2 separate regions of the Xenopus tropicalis genome follow, and region 1 is linked to region 2. Evidence: chromatin contacts called from public Hi-C data. All regions are on one chromosome and are shown on one strand. Each heading gives the region's core, a stretch centred on a gene start, on an enhancer-like site or on the middle of the called end of the contact. The rest is flanking DNA. Distances are from core to core; before and after follow the strand shown. Region 1 holds the start of pex11g (peroxisomal biogenesis factor 11 gamma). Region 2 overlaps arhgef18 (rho guanine nucleotide exchange factor 18).

What was found. A called contact is a pair of places that touch in the nucleus more often than the background predicts.
Region 1: a Hi-C map of neurula embryo shows a contact between it and region 2, with 3 times the contacts expected there. The contact joins the promoter of pex11g here to the enhancer-like site in region 2. A contact is called at or near these places in 3 of 5 Hi-C or Micro-C datasets (brain, gastrula embryo and neurula embryo).

What each region holds. Positions count from the first base shown.
Region 1 is chr1:103,287,886-103,294,327 of UCB_Xtro_10.0, reverse strand. It overlaps pex11g (peroxisomal biogenesis factor 11 gamma), which reads left to right and starts at 2,682. Exons shown (of 4, transcript NM_001079302.1): 1 at 2,682-2,899; 2 at 3,146-3,334; 3 at 3,806-4,462; 4 at 5,121-6,442. The coding sequence starts at 2,831. The coding sequence ends at 3,997. All of the region lies in intron 1 of b4galt1l (beta-1,4-galactosyltransferase 1), which reads right to left.
Region 2 is chr1:103,174,706-103,180,907 of UCB_Xtro_10.0, reverse strand. All of the region lies in intron 10 of arhgef18 (rho guanine nucleotide exchange factor 18), which reads right to left. Among named protein-coding and RNA genes, the nearest start is that of arhgef18, 59 kb to the right of the region's middle. Within about 2 kb of position 1,302, at least 8 of the 11 cell types and tissues checked have an H3K27ac peak or open chromatin away from gene starts, as enhancers often do. A contact at or near this core is called in gastrula embryo and neurula embryo, where this site is marked.

The DNA of each region.
Region 1 (6,442 bases), core at 1,433-3,932, 110 kb before region 2:
AGAAGGAAGCAGGAAGCAGCAGACGCAATGTGATCGCGTCTGCTGCTTCCTGGAGGGTCCTGCGACCCGATCGATCGCAGGACCCTCATGACAGCCCCCCTGGCACATTGCCCAGGGGGGCTGTCATTGTTAGAAGCTGCAGAGAGCAGCGCTTAAATGCCAACAACGTATGGGACACGTCGTTGGCATTTAAGCCCTTTTACTGCCACAACGTATCCCATACGTCGTTGGCAGTAAAAGAGTTAAACCTGTCAGCCTGGTTCTTCAAGGGGCTGTCCGGGTCAAAGCTTTCTGACTGGTTTTCAACATTCAGAAAACATAGCAGAAACCATTTAAATAGTATTTGGCGGACGTAACAACCCCGTCTCCAAGGTAATCACGTCATCACATGACGCCGGAGATGGTTTGCGTGATGACATCGGCACCGCATACCACAGACATCATCACATGCCCCCTTTGTCAAAGTTTATAACTGAACAAAGGTGCCACCCTAGGGCTGCTGTAAGATACCATGGACAGTCACTGTTTAGTGGGCCTGCGGGTCTGTTTGGGCCTTTGTGTTTTGGAAATACCAGGGCAAATTTGGAATCCCAGTTCACACATTAAGGTCTCTAGCATGTAATTGGTCTCTTATCACTAAAGCAAAACCCCCAACAACCAACTTCTATCATAAGACAGTAATCATAATAACCACTCAGACAACATAATTAGTTTTTGGAAAAAAGGGGGAGGTCATGTTTATTAAAAATTTTGACTATAAATTCACTGAATAAAATGCGGGCCCCAAATCATTCCCATTTAAGGGAGAACACAATTTGCACCATTGCAAATGGCAGGCCCACCACCAGTTGTCATAATAGACATATATGGGCTTCACCTGTAGGGATTCCTGCCTGGAAGCAAAACCAGTGCCAGTGAGCCCCTCAGTGGTTGCCCCTCCAAAAACACATTTGGGCTTCTCCTGTAGGGATACGCGTTGACCTGGAAGCAGAACCAGTGCCAGTGAGCCCCTCAGTGGTTGCCCCTCTGTTAAAATGGGCTTTGCTTGGTTTATCCCCAAGGCCAGAAAGCAGAATCCGTGCCAGGTGGATTCCCAGCGGTTGCCCCCGCACAGTTCCAGGCCCTGCCAACCACCATATGGGGCCCGCATTGCCGCCTCTCTCCTGCTGCTAAGCAGTATTTCATGCTTATATTAACCTAGAAAAACTTAGGGAGGGAGGGTGGAAGAAAAAACACAAGTTACGTACCCTTGATACACCAAATCCCTCCCCCAGATTTTTCCCCACCTCCTAAACAGCCTATTGTTAAAATACCTCCCAAATTGTTTCAGTGCTCCCCCAGGGGCCTATTGTTTTATAATCAATAAAATTAACCCCCAGACTAGTTTCCCTATTTCAGTGCCTTACCAGCACCCTATTCTTTTCTAATCAACAAAAAGCCCCCACAGAGCCTGGTTTCTTCCGGCAGCTTACAGCCCTTATGGGGTTTCTTTTGTAGCCACTGCAGTCAGCCTCTTATTTCCCATCACCCATTGCATACCTCCCAACATTTGAAAAATGAAAAGAGGGACAAAAAGATTTGGCGTGCGCCCCCTTTTGTGGCCACGCCCCACTTACCACACCCCATTTTAAAAAAATACCCCTTTTACATAGATCAAATGGCGGGCGCAGACGAAAATGTGCTATACCCTCATACTGAACGACCTAAGGAAAACAATATAGCAACTCCTACATTAAAATACAAGTATAGAGAGAAGACAGTCAGTTATAAGTGAGTTATAACTAAGTACCAGTTTTGCCCCCCATACACAGTACCCCCATACACAGTAGCCCCCCCATACACAGTAGCCCCCTTTACACAGTAGCCCCCCATACACAGTACCCCCAATACACAGTACCCCCCAATACACAGTAGTCTCCCATACACAGTGCCCCCATACACAGTGCCCCCTATACACAGTAGCCCCCTATACACAGTAGCCCCCTATACAAAGTAGCCCCCTATACACAGTAGCCCCCAATACACAGTAGCCCCCAATACACAGTGCCCCTATAAACAGTAGCCCCTAATACACAGTACCCCCCAATACACAGTGTCCCCCATTCACAGTACCTCCCATAGGCGCAGCCTTCGTCTGCGGCTTCGTTATGCCTCTCCTTGTGCAGCGCGACAGGCCCTTTTATAAGGTTGCGTAATGACGTCACACCCACAGGCGCAACCTTATAAAAAGGCCTGTCGCGCTGCACAAGGAGAGGCATAACGAAGCCGCAGAAGAAGCAAGAACATCCGGCTACAGCAAGCGCAATGCGGGACATTCATGGAACTATCCGGGACAGCGGGATGCGCCATAAAAAGCGGGACTGTCCCGCGAAAAGCGGGACAGTTGGGGGGTATGCCATTGTGTATCAATTAATAAACCCCCCCAGACTGATTTCATCCGGCCTATTACCCACACAGCCCTTATGGGGCTTCTTTTGTATTCACCGCACTCAGCCTATTCTGTACGTGATAAGTGTTAACAGTAGGAAAGTGACAGGTTCCCTTTAAGAATTGGCAGCATGGAGGGGGTGGAGTTTAGAGAACCAGAGTGAGGTTTGGAACACAGAAGTTAAGAAGCTGACGAGGCTGCAGTGTGATGGTGTTAACTCGCAGAAATAGTGTTGATATGTAGGAGGCAGATCCTTGAATGCAAAGGGATAAGTAGGAGTGGCTGACGTATTCCTGGTTGTTGCAACATATCACTTATTTATCTGTGGCTATCACTGTAGCTCTTTGATCTTTGCTTGTGACCCTGTTACCTCTGCCCTGCTCTCTACAGAAAGCTGTTGCAATGGCTGCTGCTGCTGCAGTGTCTGGTCTTGTAAATGTCTTGGAATCTTACAGAGGGAGAGACAGAGTGGTGAGTTTATAACTTCTCCAGGGCAACAGGCATGATTGAGCTAAAATGCATCTATTGCAGTTATACTCAGGAACTACTGCCAAGAGGCTGCAGGAAACTTTCAAAGACACATGCAGCCAGGCAGGATAAGAGTTGGTGCACTTTAAACGAGCCTCACTAGTTGCATCAAGTCACCAGCTGATTAATAGTTAATGATATTGCAGAAAATGGCTGCTCTTCAGGTCTCATTGTACATTTATATTTCAGGTCAGAACGCTATGTTACAGCTGTCAGCTCCTGGGTGGGGTGATGTCAAACAAGAGTGAGGTGGATCACAACTGGGGAAAGAGCCTTCTGGTTGTGGCATCACAGCTCAGCCACTGCCGGACAGTTCTACGGCTGTTTGATGATCTTGCCATGCTCGCGTACTCTGTAAATTATGGCTTGGGAAAAAAGGTGAGATGACCGTTTACACACTACTGTCCAGTGGGTACATCTGACCAATATGTAGCCAAAGAAGACTTACATGATTGGCTCCATTTGATACTTATGTTGTTTAAAGGGACAGATTTTAAATTTTTTCACAATGTTAAACTACATCTAGCAAACAGGATATACCTTTACTTCTGCAGCCCCCTTTTTTCTACCCTCCTGGTTTGTCAACTGTGCTAAATACTGAAAAAAGATGATTGCAAATCGCCTCTGGATATTGGTGTTTTATTCAGGCTGAAGGTTATTTATTCCCCTGTCATGGTTATGCATAGCATGATTTTTTTGTATATATCTGTGCTTTATATAAAATAAATATTAAGCACAAATTTACCATTTAATATCTGTGAAGTTAAAAATAAAGGAATTAAGTCATTTGTTTTATTATTACATGGTGATGATGGTGATAAAAATCTAAATTATCCCTCATTCATGCAGGAGAAAGACCCAATCATCAGGTGGATCTCGATCTTCAGTAACATATCTGATCAACTCTATTACCCTTGTGAGCACATAGCATGGGCCGCAGACTCTGGAGTTATTAGTGCAAAGTCTGAAATATGGTGGACTGCGAGCACAGCATTTTGGGGGCTTTCTCTCATACTAGGAATTGTGAAGTATGTCTCATGATTTGTAAAATAACTGCTGAACTCACAATATTTAGCTGTTGCGCTGGTGAGATTTTGATAAGCTTTCAAGCTAAAAAAAATCTATACTGCAGAAGCAGATTCTCCATATTATTTTATAGTTTATTAAAAAATGCTTTTTGTGGTAATGTGCATTGCTGTGGCTTCATAGTGATAGTGGATTTTTAAAAAAAAAAATAAATGGTGGGACATGTGCATTATTCATACTGAGTGCACCAATAAAGCCTGCTCCATCAGGGCTATGGACCATAGACAAAATGCATGACATATACCTGTGGTACTAATGTCTAGGGGGAAGAAGCCCAGTATTCCAGAAGCAGGTAAATTATTTCACCATTAGTGTCTTATGGTTATACATAGGTAAAGGTGCATTCATTTTACAATATTCTGTTTCCACTATCAGGTCACTAAGAAGTTTAATAATGCTAAGAAGATACAAAGGAAAAAAGTGAGTAATACCTACTTATGTTTGACAAGCTCTGCTACTGCAACACTGAGAGTCTATGTGCAATATATATATATATATATATATATATATATATATATATATATATTCAGAAAAGCGATCCGCACTCACGATTACTGTAGAATAGTGCCCGGGTGCCGCTTGGGAAATATCAAATATACTTAACTGCTAATGAGCGCACTCCAGGGTCTTTAGCTTAAAAAATTCGATCTTTATTTCAAAGTTGCCATCATATCATGGCAAGATATGATGGCAACTTTGAAATAAAGATCGAATTTTTTAAGCTAAAGACCCTGGAGTGCGCTCATTAGCAGTTAAGTATATATATATATATATATATATATATATTGCCAGTAGGAAAACATGTGTGTCACTTCTGCTTTCTGAAGTTGCCTTGGTAGTGTCCCTTTAAACCTGTGGGGATGTTGCCAAAGTTTGGTAATGCATACTGAACAATTTCCAAGAAAGGATAGCTACATCCAGAAAGCCAAGATAACTACCTTTACCCAACATTTTCCAAAGTTCCACTATACCCCCAGTAATTGGCCTAATTCTATTACAAATAATTGTAAATCCATTGCTTCATATATAGCTAACTATTTATGACATATTAAGTCACAACAACAATCTTGTCTTGCAGGGAGGAGCCTCCCAAAAGCCGTGGGGAAATAAAATCTCAGATAAGATCAGAGGTTTTATGTATTATCAGTTGCCTTTCTGATTTGGTCAACGCCGTTCATTGGATGCCTCACGGATTCCTCTGGGGTGGGTCCTCTCCTATATGGTTGGTGGGTTTGATGGGGACGATATCATCACTGATAGGCATCTACCAGACCGCTGTAGGAGGAAGCGCAGGAGGTGTCTGAAACTTTTAAAAAGAGAAACCATGTCTAGATACTTGAAGAGAATCTATTGCTATGTGGTACACTAGCCATGAATGCAGGACAGCTACGTCTCTCGGTATTTGTTATTTTTTTATTTTCTAGACAAGGCAAAATGTGTGAGTTTCCAAGTAACTGCACACAGCCCTTGGTATATTCAGTATCATCAGTACAACTCTTATGTCACAAGATGTTTTGTCATACAGGGAAGTACCACTGAAAACAGGCAAAAGTTGCTTTCAATACAATTGGAGGTAAACATCTACAAATCAAGAAAAGTCATAGTAATAAATCTTATTGTGCATGTACTATGTAATAAACAGCAAATCTAACCTTTAGTGTATCTCAGGTTAGAACTATTTGACTTGTTTCAAAGTCAGGAAAATGGATTGAAACGCAATAACCAAATGCCTTTGATTCTGTTGGCTGAACTACACAAGTTGTTCACTCATGCTGCTTTCTTATCTAACTGGATAAACTTTTCTCAATAAAATGCATTGACTGTCAGATGTACATAAAAACAAGTACATGTCTGACACATGTAGATTCAGATATTACATCTTCTAAACTTTTTGACCAAAGCTCAGCATGTACTTTAGCCCTGAAATTTTTCACACTCATTATGTTTTTAATAGATAATACTAAAGCAATGTGTCCTAGCACTAAGGTAAAGAGGCTCAGTGCCAGGCTGTAATATAAATTTTTATTACCATGCATGGATTCCATTTATAAGAAAATGTGATAGGATTAATCCAGAACTATTTGCACTATTAATTTAACTGTAATACTTGAAACCTCTTTATATAGCTTGATCTGTACATATGAGGACTCATGTTCAAATGTAAATCGCTTAATTTGGCGCAAAACTTTGCACTTTTGATGCAAGTGAAAAAATAATTTCACCTATAGACTATCCTTAAGTGCTTCTTGGTGTGAGCACAAATGTGCCCCTTCAGCCTGCTGATGAATTGCACATAATTGAACCGTGGAATGTACACTAGCAGTTCCAGGGCGCCTTTCACAAACAATTCACAAACAATAAAAATGTGTGCAGCACGCACTTCAAGATAGAAACTGATTT
Region 2 (6,202 bases), core at 53-2,552:
CTTTTGGGTTTATTTAATGTTTACATTTTTAAAGCAGACTTAAGTTGTGGTGATCTAACAGACGGAAAGATCCTTTATCTGGATAATATATCATACACTTGTAAATGTATTTTAAAACCCTTAAGACTTCACATAAGCAATTAATGTCAGTGGAAAAGATGTAGAGGCAAGTACATTCCAATGCAAAAAAAACAGCATAAAAATGGTGTAAATGGCACAAAGGCCATATTGACGCAGGATTTTTAAGGGATTTTTACTTTCATGCTGAATTTTACAGCTACAATCACTACACAGCGTAATTAATAAGCATGTTTTATAGAATGATACCAGCGACTAGATATCAGTGTCTGTTGTATGTTCTGCACTTAGCATACAGCCAATCTGAACCCAAAGTCATGTCACTTTAAACCTCTGGACGACTAAATGCAACAATTTTTTTGTTCATACCATGACATTTTTAATTTTTCTAAAATCTAAATATTTAAATAGGGCTCAAACAATAATAATGGAACAGGCGTATCCCTAATATGTTGTTTAAAGTGATATTTGCATGACAGAGAAGGTCCCATGTGCCATGAACCTTTGATCAAATCTGTCAAAATAAAACTACAAAGGAGACCATAAAGCAATATTACTATAACTAAAAACACTGTGCAGGGTTCCATTTACGGAGAAAAAAAAAAACCTAGTTTTTCTGTAGACCAAGACACAAATGAAGAGCAAGTATTGCCACTTCATCCCTCTCTTTAAGTATATACTCTGAATGTCAACTAGATAATCAGCTTAAATATTTGAGTCAGACTGCAGCTGAATACAGTCAGCCTGTGTATTGCATACAAATCCAGTTTTAACCATTTCAGTGCCAGCAACTCCAGCCCTGCTGACTGTTGCCACTTAGACATAGGGACAGCAGAGATCAAAGAGACAACCCGAAATATAGAATACTGGCACTATGATTTCTTAGAGCTAGGTTAACCGAGCCACAGGGCTTAAAAGGTTAAAGTAACCTCTCACCGACAGTCTAAAACAAAACAACTACATATATGTGTACAGCAGTAGTGTTTCTATAAAGATAGACATATTGATTCATCCTCATCTCCCAGCACTACATGCTTCCTTCTTTTAGCTGTATATCGCCCCGTAAAAAAATTGATTTAAATTGCGTTTTACCTCATAAAACTGTAATTACATCAGATCAGGAGATATATCCTCCGTACTCGGTGTTTAGGCTGAAATGAGGGCTGGGCGTGTCCTTTCATTCTTCCACAGGAAGTTGTCATTACTGTGAGTGACAGGAGAAGTGTGCAATAGCAGCCCAAGTCCCGCCCCATGTCTCTGTGCTCCCAGATCAGACTGCATTCTTGTTCATTGTGTTGGAGCGAGTTTCTGATTTCTGCTGAAGTTTTGTTACGAATAAGACCCGTTTCCAGTATTTTTAAGGCTGTTTAACACTAATCGCATCAAAACGCATATACTGCGTTTATTTGCTTTTTTTTTTTGTAATTGTAGTTTTGTGAATCAACACACAATTCTCTGGTTTATTGTTGCATGAAGTGCAAAAAATGCAGCATGTTAAAAAAAATGCACTGAAGCTGCAGTAAAACTCAGATCTGAATGCAGTTCCCTGCTGTTAAGTACAAACACAGGTAATATAACAATCAGCTGATGTTTTTAGGTGCTCCTGTCCAAGTCAAAACCTTCTGCCTGGTTTTCAACATTGAAATAACTGGGCAGAACCTTCTGATTTGCTTCTGGCAAGCAATAATCCCCTTCTGACCCCATCACTTCACCAGAAACGTCATGACACGATGATGTTACCAAATGACATTGATTATTTGTACAAAGACTTGGCACAGCACGTGGCCGACGCACACACCCCAGACAAAGGTGCCAACCTCTCAAACATGCATCTGAAACACACACCAAATGCGCAATAAATGTCTATTTCGGGGCCCTTACACATTTTTTACTAGGTATAATTGTCTTCCATGAGACATGCACCCTCCACTAAAGAAGTAGCAGTATGCTGTGGCCCTCCTGATAGCCAGGATCCGGGGTTCAGCAGAATCTGAAAATAGTCTATTCAGTGCATCCCTAGTTTAAATCACAGTTGGTCCAATCTAAGGTTGAAAGGGTTGTCCTTTCAACTTTTTGCCAGTAACAGAACCTCAGTGCAAAAATCTACCACTCCTTATACTAGTGAATTACAAGTGTGCAGTTGAACACAAAGTAGTGACTGGTGGACATGACAATTACAACTTGTGTACTATAGATATCGGTCAGTTTGGAAATCTGTCAGGGTCGAAAAATGTTTTTGCTGATGTACTATGTTGGCCAGGTTATGGTGCTTTGAAAGATAAAGAAGTGAAGATGAGCTCTGCCTGGTATTCTGATTCTTTGTGTTCTTCACAAAAATGAAGCCATATTGTGTGCTGCAACTGAGGCCAAACAGACAGAGAGCATACCTGGTTGGCTTATCTGTTGTCACCTTAAGTGAAAAATCAATAAATATTGTCCCCTTTATGAAAAAATTGGAGAGGGACAGAATCCAAAACTGGGCTTGTCTGAGGAATGCCAAATATAAACCTGCTGGTTTCTAGCATTAAAATCTAGAAATCACAAACATCCTCAGTCTCATATTTTACCTGCATCCTATCAGCTATGTTGTTTGCAAGCTCTTTGCTGTAATAATACAATACATAGAACAAATTATAACCACCCATGTTCATGCAAAAATAACTACTAACGCTCTATACCCCATTAAATATCTTGTAAAATAGAACCAAAACTGGGCTTGTCTGAGGAATGACAAACATTCACCTGCTGGTTTCTATCAATAAAAATGTGGAAATCTCAAAAATCCTGTCTCATAGTTAACCTGCACCTTGTCAGCTATGTTGCTTGTAAGCTATTTGCTATAAAAATACAATACAAATATAACTACTAACATTCTATATCCCATTAAATAGCTAGTAAACCTATACATTATGTATACATACAAATAAATCCTGTAATGTGAATGTGCATAATGGGACACCATATGATGTCAATAAAATGTTTTCTCATTTACCAGTTTAAGTGCAGGGTGAAAACCTTAGACTGCAACCAGAATGCAGTGTTTTTTCAGGAAATGACAACATCATTACATTTGCACAATCCTTGGGTCAGGATGTTGTCATTGTGTTTGGTGTTTGGCGTTAAAATTATGTCTGCAAATTGTTTTTCGTCACAACGTAGTGACATAGGCTATTGTGGAAACCATGGAGCAACCGCCACCTGAGGTGGTGGTAGCTCCAGGGTTCCACAGTGTCAGTAGGTGCAATGCATGCAATTCATCCAATAGACTGGTGTGGTGCACTAGCAGCAAAACTCACAATTGCTTTGGACACAAGTACCTTGATTCATGCAACTAATGCAGCCATCTTTGCATAAGCACTACAGCACTTGCAGGTTGCCACCTGGCAAATATTATAAAACCCGTCTGATAAAAATTATGCTTGATGCCAGTGTTTTTAATAGAAAGAAAAATAAGAATATACTATAGAAAGGCTGGTATATTTCCCAGAATAGGTGGCAACCATACCCTGCACTCAAGTAAGTGATGTGACACAAGCATAAAAACACACATACTATCATAAGGACTGGGGGAACTTTTGCACACACATATACAAACAAACAATACAGTAAAAAAAAATTGTCAAAGCTTGTTCCTCCCAAAACTGTTGAGACTAATGAGAGAGCTAATTACACAGTGCAATCACTTTTCTATTTTATTTTCACAATGTTGTGCATTTTTACATTTTAACATTTTTTTCTGCATTTTCAGTTTGATTGTTTGTGCCCCTAAAATGTTTACTGCTCATCTTAAAGGAACAAATGAACTAAGATAAAGATATCTCATGGTTTATCACATAAAAAGTTATGGATGAGATTCAATTTGAGGAGAAAAAACTTTTTTCTTAATTTAGTTCTATTTTTTCCCATAGACTACACCAGTTTTCATGTAATAAACCTTGAGGTTTTTCTGCATTGAATTGCATATCAAATTGAATCTAGTCTATCAGTTTTCAAGCGATAAACCTTTTTCTCGCTGAATTAAATCTGGCGCCTTATGTTGTCCACTATTTTTGTGACTTTTACAAATACAGTTTTATACAGCAAATATCAGGCATTTGGCTTGTTGTAAAGGGTCAGAGTATCTGCAACACTTATTAATGCTGTTTGGTGTCAGAAGGAGCCTAATTGTGGGCTAGCAGTGCCACAAAAATAAAACAACATTGAGTGATAATGGAATGCAAAGCCAGAAGGTAGAAGGATAAAGGGTAAAAAGGAATATATGTAAAGAGGTACTTTGGTGATACAGTATCAAACTTGCAAACTTAACATGTGACAGATTTTGAGTCGATTTATGAAGCACATTTTTCTTCTGTGATGAACTTTCTTAAGCCTATACAAATTTCTTTGCGTGCAGAGTATGCCCTCTCCAATGGCATTTATATTGTCCAAGTTAAAATGAAATGATAACCTTTAGTAAAGCATAATGGTGTAAGTTTTTCTGTACATGGAACCCTATTTAACTGAAGATTTGTTTTTGTTTGTACGAGTGGGAGCAGCCAGCCTCATCTATTGAACTTATGCATCCACTAGCAACTGAAAAGATGGTGGAATGCTTGTTTGTGTTTCACAAGCAATAACTTTTACACAAAGCAACTCTGAAGCTTGGGAGTGCCCTGAAAAAACAGATATTCTAGAATGAGATTTTTTTAATTGAAAATAAAATATAGTTTGCTATTTTATTTTTTTTTACATTTTTAGCAATCATGGCATGGTTGGCATTTTATAAATTCATGATAATATACACATTATGATCTAACCTGCAACCATTGGTCACAGGAAGGATTGTTCGTCCATTCCACTAATGTTCAGAACTGAATTGCCAGATAGCTGGTAGAAACAAAATACTTTTACCCCTATCTGATGATTCAGCACTGACACATTTCCGCAGCATTTTTACACATTCACACCTGTATATTTGCCTGTATGTTTTTGGAGTGTGGGAGAAACCCAGAGTAACCAGAGAAAACACAGACAGACACAGGGAGAACATACAGACTCCTTTCAGATAGTGCCCTGGCTGAGATTGAACTCAGGACCACCCCAGTGCTGCAAGGCAGAAGTTCTACTCTAAGGTGCTAACTACCATGCAGCACTAAACATTTGCCAGTGCTTATAGTTTTGTTTCCAATGATAATTTCGGTGTAAGTGTGACCACCTTAAGGGCTCTGGTACACGGGGAGATCTCCCTTGTTGCGGGTGACTAATCTCCCCGATATGACATCCCACCTCGTGTGATAAAGCCCTAACACTAAGCCAAGGTTACACTGATGCATGTGATCACTGCAGTCCTCCTGGGGGAATTGTGGTGACTTCCTATTTACTTGAATAGGAAATATACTAACACTTGTTTGTAGACAATTCTGGAAATAAAAGATAGTTTTCTTGGCTTCATGGCACAAGACTGCTGTACTCTAGCCACAACACAATCACTTTGTATGCTGGAATTTAAACCCCCCATCCAATCTGTGTCAGTGCAAATCACTGGTAAGTACAAGATCCCTTCTGTGACAGGTGTATATTGCATGAAAATACCTCAGAAGCCCAATAGTAATAAGTAACTCAAGTTAACATTAAGGCACAACAGCCCAAACTGGAAAAGAGAGAGGTTACACAGTAAAGGTGACACATGTCTAAACTATGTAATCTGTAAAAGGTCCAATTATGTCAGGCACTCTAGTGCTTGTGTGGAGGAAGAATGCTAACGTGAATTTCTGGTGTCGGCATTCTTTTGTTCTGATGCTGAAAACAAATTGCTCTTTTTAAGGAATCATGTGCCTATAAAACTTCACCAATTGGTACGTTTCAACATTTCTGAATATTATAAATGAAAAACAAATTTTATACCTTTAAGTTAGTATGTTATAAAATTTTAGTTTAGAACTTAAGAATTGGTCATTATTTTGTATAGGTTTCTAATTATTTGCTTTCGCATTCAACCATTCCAGCTATATTACTATTGTTGTGTTCTTCTTTTCTCTTATTGCCTTTTCTTTAAACCACAGGGCACATGTACTTCTACAAATGCAGTGAGCAAAGTGCAATTTTGAGTGCAATCACCATGTTTTTCCCACAGTGCAACATTTTT